2 separate regions of the Zea mays genome follow, and region 1 is linked to region 2. Evidence: chromatin contacts called from public Hi-C data. All regions are on one chromosome and are shown on one strand. Each heading gives the region's core, a stretch centred on a gene start, on an enhancer-like site or on the middle of the called end of the contact. The rest is flanking DNA. Distances are from core to core; before and after follow the strand shown. Region 1 holds the start of LOC100216720. Region 2 holds the start of LOC100281080 (adaptor complexes medium subunit family protein).

The links. Hi-C and Micro-C count contacts between places; a contact is called where the count stands out from the background.
Region 1: a Hi-C map of leaf shows a contact between it and region 2, with 7 times the contacts expected there. The contact joins the promoter of LOC100216720 here to the promoter of LOC100281080 in region 2. A contact is called at or near these places in 14 of 25 Hi-C or Micro-C datasets (bundle sheath, ear, endosperm and 4 more).

Annotation. Positions count from the first base shown.
Region 1 is chr10:27,594,688-27,597,387 of Zm-B73-REFERENCE-NAM-5.0, reverse strand. It overlaps LOC100216720, which reads right to left and starts at 1,359. Exons shown (of 4, transcript NM_001143125.1): 1 at 1,021-1,359; 2 at 1-283. The coding sequence starts at 1,244.
Region 2 is chr10:27,367,744-27,370,657 of Zm-B73-REFERENCE-NAM-5.0, reverse strand. It overlaps LOC100281080 (adaptor complexes medium subunit family protein), which reads left to right and starts at 1,563. Exons shown (of 8, transcript NM_001153999.1): 1 at 1,563-1,723; 2 at 1,799-1,948; 3 at 2,270-2,578; 4 at 2,876-2,914. The coding sequence starts at 1,653.

The DNA of each region.
Region 1 (2,700 bases), core at 110-2,609, 230 kb before region 2:
ATCAGTGTTGGATATTTCAGGCACATAACCCTTACTGACTTCACTACCAGACGTATCTAATATCTCGATATTGTCTTGACCCAGTTCATGCTTCATGGATGACCCTGAAGAATCAGCAAAATCTTCAAAATTCAGCACCATAGCATCTAAGCCACCAGGACCAAGGACTCTATTCTCTTGGATGATATCCCTCACGATTTCACGAACTATATAATATGACCCTCCAACTTCCTTATGTGTAAGGTTAACCGATGGGAATTTTCCTTCGTTTGAAGCTCGATAGCTGAAACAGAGCAAAAATTAACATTGTGAACTGGATTAGCAATTTTCAGTTGCCTTGTTTGCCTGCAGGATATTCATTCAGCGGACAAACAAGAACCAAACAAAAATCATGAACCATCTCAAATTAAATGCACCGCTCTACATGTCGAGCCAAATTTTAGATAAATGCCACAAATTATAAGCACAGGTAATGACACAAAAAATTTCAAATTTGATTGTTCTTGACACAAATGGGTGGCTCACTATTAGATATAATAAGACAAAATCAACATTTTAGATTTTAACGGGCAAACGGCTTGAGGTAGTCCAAAAACTAAGGCCATGTTTGTATGCACTAGAGCTAATAGTCAGCACGTCCAAACAACATAGCTAATAGTTCAGCTATTAGCTATTTTTAGTTGGAGAAATCCAAACACCCCCAACTAATAGTCCAACTAAGTAACTACACCCAACTATCCATTAGTTATAAGTTGGTTCAATCTAGCTAAAATCAGCTAATAATTAGCCAGCTAATTCCAATAGCAACTTTTTAGCTAGCTAGGTATTAGCTCTAAGCTCTAGTGCATTCAAACATAGCCTAAATCTGGCTTGGGATCGTGTCTTTTACCAACTACCACTAAAAGACACTGGTTGGCTCAATACATTTCGGTATCGATCAGACTAAGCTGCGGACGCGGAATTATTCCAAACGCAAGATGTGCATCCACGTGGGAACGGAGAGATGGGCACAGAACGCGCCTGTTGATGAAGGACTCCACCATCTCCCTTCTCTCCTCCTTGGATTTCCGCACCCGAGGCGGACGCTTCTCCTGTGCGCAGCACCGCAGCACGGCGACGACCCGGACCCTGCATCCCCCTCCTCCGAGGCCGCCGGGCGAAGCGGACAGCGCACCACCGCCGCACCGGATGAGGACGGACGGCTGCGCGCCGATGCAAGAGACGCTCCTGGTCGCGGCCTGCATCCTTCCCCGTCCCTTCCAGGCCCCAGGAAGAGAGGAGCCGCGAGCCCCAGCACCCGACCGACCGGTGAGCTGGGACAGCGAGGGAAATGCGGCGGAAATGGAGGGGTTTGCGGCGGGCGGGGTGTGGGGGGTTGGAGGCGATTGGGAAATGGGATGGCGGGCAGAGACGATGGATGGTTTTGGGGGAGAAAGGGAGGCGACGGCGCGCAAAAAACGACAAGATGGGGGGGGGGGGGGGGGGGGTTGGACGGGGCCCGGGGCCGGCACCCGGGCAAGCCGCTTTCAAATCTCAAGTGGTCGCTTTCAACTTTCATCAAACTCCTAGGTTTTCGCCGGCGCATATTTGCTACTCCTATTTTTTTTCGGTTGAACTCTAGGAAAGCAGTTTATAACTTGACCACCGTTTATAGCACTGAATACGACCAGACGGTTCCAATAGAATTAGATCAGGCGGTTAAGCTTCTTTGTCCACACGATGTTTATCTCTCTAAACTTGTAAGATTTGTTAGAAAATATTTAGAAACGAATTCAGACCTATTCATATAAATTGGAATGTGTACGGCCGATTGAACAACCAACCATCAAACCATTCAATCTATTTAGCGGTTTTCTACTTTTCATGCCTCATAACTGATTTGGTGACCCGGGATCCCGAGAGGATTGGAGGGGATTGAGGGGGAAATTAGTTTATTTCCCCCTCAATCCCCTCCAATCCTTCCGGGATCCCTTTGTCACCAAATCAAGCCTCAGGAGTATCAGTAACTTAGCCTTCTCATCTCCGATTTCAACTTTCTTCGGCTCTACGTCGTCTGGAGCCATCTTGGGTGGTCTGTCGATCCTAAGACAAACCCTAGGATCTCTCTTCACTGACAGGATCTCTCCCGGGGGTCAGATCCAGTTGTTGTTGGCGAACGCCACCGTCTTTGCACACACGGATCGTCTGGCCACCAGGCGCGGACCGTCCGGCTTCGTCGCAGAGAAGAACTCGCTCCTGCCGCAGGTCGCAGACCGTCTGGTCCTAGGGCGTGGACCGTCCATGCTACCGCAGAGAGCATCGCCGCCAGTACACCTCGCAGTGATTGGCGCCCACATCGATGCCAACACATTTTTTGGTGACTCTGCTAGTGACAAGGCGTGAAGATCTATTAGATCGACCCTCAATGGCCGATTCAAAAGATCACTCTTATGTCTCTCCCAGCAACATCATTGAATCGACTAAGGAGACTCTGTCGACTGAAAATCAGCAGGAATTCGAGGAGCACAAAGAATAGTTGATCAAGTAGCTCCAGGCCAAATTCCTAACCAACTTCAAGGTGGATAGGAATCACAAGGTCATCCAACAATGGGCGACTGATTTGGCTTCGCTCCGACCTACTATAACTACCCCCAAGGTAAGTGAAACAAACGAAATCCAAGCTATTAGATCTTACATAGATGAACAACGAGAATAGATGAA
Region 2 (2,914 bases), core at 314-2,813:
GAGGCACCCATTGAGATTGTAAAGGTTAGCAAGAGCTTCGACGTTGTCAAGTACCTTATGGGAGCCAAAGGTCTCTTGATCGATTGAGAAAACAAGAGAGGGCTCGAGTTTGATCTTCGGAATCACTCGAGAGGGTTGAAAGAGACCTCGTCCTTTAGGACACCTCAACGGGGACATATGTTCTTTGGAATCGAACCTCGGTAAACCAAATCGGTTGTTTTTGTGTGTGTCCATTTGCGATTTATGTTCTTACTCTTCTATTCCAAGTTCTCCCTACTCCGATCATATTCCTTATGGTTCTAACACCTATTTGGGATCGAAGTTTTTTGTTGTTAAGTGTTAAATTTCAGATTTCACCTATTTACCCCATCTCTAGGTGACCTTTAGCCACACAATGTGGCACGTCGCCGAAGACCAAATGACTAGAACCTAGGGGTGGGCATTCGGGTTACCCATAAATTTCGGGTCGGGTAATTCGGGTATTTAAAATTTCGTGTTTTGAGAATCGATACCAAATTACAACGAGTTTTACAATAGCCAAAAATTCGGGTACCCAGAATTTCGGGTTCGGGTATTCTCGAACTACCCGAACTGTTGTGTCAGCTTTATAAAAACACATGCACTCTATTAAATTAGTATAAAAATACAGTTTGAATAATGATACATATGGACATAAAAACACAAGCAATCTAAAATCACAAGTCATGCACACATACGTATAATTATAGATGTACAAATTAATAATTAAGACTGACATGAGTACATGACACATGAAAGTTCCGGTAATTCGAGTATTTCGGGTACCCGATCATGATACCCGAATTACCCAAAACAAATTCGGGTTTTGCAAGTTGGTACTCGAAATTTCCGAACAAAATTCGGGTTTTGGGTATTTCGGGTTCGGGTTACGGGTTTTTTTTGCCTAGCCTTACTAGAACCCCACTAGTAGGAATAGGGTGCCTAGGAGCATGTGTCCCTTGAATGCCCCCATGCTCCGATGATGACCCCATGCTCCGATGATGATCCTTGCCGCTAGAGGCGGATGCAGGCAACCTCGGTCCAGCAGTCCATTGAATATCTCCAATAAAATACCTTAAGAGTCAAAATAATGTTACAAAATTAAAATACTACATTATTTAAAGTGTTTAGAGCACTAAAAAAGTTGAGCTCCAACAACTATGCCCTAAATCATGTATTTAGAAAATAAAATATTGAGAATAATGTATCAAACAAGGATATGACACTGATCTAGGGTGTAGTATATTTATGTCACTTCAAGGTCTGTCTTATATTTTTCTAATTCTAATAAATAATTATAAAATATGACACTGTGGAAAAGTTGTTTTTATGAGTTAAGCCTTAATTTTGAAAATAGGACACTGTTAACGTATAAATGTGTATATCAGTCTCGGACTCTCGGTTTGCAAATAAAAAATATAAAAAACATGAAGGAGCATCGGGCCTAGAGGCAATTGGGCCACATATATGTTGCCCGGCCCAACATTTGCTGTGTTAAAATTTTGGAAACATCCTACTCGGCCCAGATAGCCCATCAGGTCGCCCTCCTCCTCCGACCTCGTCCCGCAGCAACGCAGCAGCAGCGTCAGCGGTACCGCCGGGTGCGGCTCCTCCTCCCTCCTAGCCATTCGGCCATGTCCGGCGGCGGGTGCAGCATACGCGCCATCTGGATCCTTACGCCCAACGACACAGTAGCCTTCTCCAGGTACCCATCCGAGCTTTCCCGTCAGGATTGCCCCCTCTGATCCCATGGGGCTCACCTCTTCCTCTCTTGCACCAGGCGGTTCGCTGTGGTGGAGAAGCGGTGGCGTGCCGCGTGGGAGGAGGAAGAAGGAGACGGAGAGAGACACCGTTGGGGCACCGGGGCGGCGAAGATGCCGCTGCCCGCCGACCACGAGGTCGCCGCCGCATTCGCCGAGCGCCGGAGAAGGTTTGCTCTGTTTTTATCTTTGGCTTTGAGCTAGCTTTCTGTGTTGTGGATGTTTAAATATCAGTAACTGAATTTTAGTTGAGAGTACAAGTGAATTGGGACGGGTGTTAGGACATATTCAGAGTTTCTGACTAGTGATAAAATGATACATTTTTTCGTGTCTGAAAACACTACAACCTAAGAGCTCCTAATGAATGTATAGCAACAAACAAATAAGTAGCTATGGTTCTTACAAGAATTGCGATTAGTTGTCTGCATTTCATTCTCTGAAACTGTAAGCCTGTGTGAGAACAGACGTGATACATATTTGACACTCTGCAGGGAGGGCACTGCACGCAGTTCAGGCATCCGAACAAACGTATCATCTGTGGGACTGGATTCTTGGGTTGATGATCCAATTACCCGCCACATTATCTCATTACACATGGATAAAGAGGAAGGAGATCCCTTTATGCTGTGGCCTGTGGTCCTACAAAAGCGTGGAGGGTACTATGTCCTTGTGTTGCCTCTGGTGGATCCTCAGCCATTTAGAGCATATGAGAATCTCTTGAAAAGGTCTGATTGTGGGGGTTCGGCCAAGGAGAACAACAATCTTTCTTCAATCCTGTTCAATCTTCCATGCATAACAGGGTAATGTAAGTTTGCTTACCTACTATAATTTCATGTTCTTCTGTATTGAAGTAATGAAGTTTCATTCTGTTGACCATCAACCAACTAGGACTTCATCAAATGTATAAAAACGTAGGCAAGATCAAAAACAGAGAGCAAAGCCCTTGGACCCCCTTGAAGATTTTTTTGGAAGTGATATTATGACATCTTTAACATTTAATTAACCATCATGAATGCTACATAAAAAGTTGATATAGTTCAACACCAGCAACCTAACTAGCTTTTAGCTTGCATGCTTACACTTTATGTTCAATGTAGAGCATTTATGGTTGCACAAGTTGTTGGGGACATAATTAC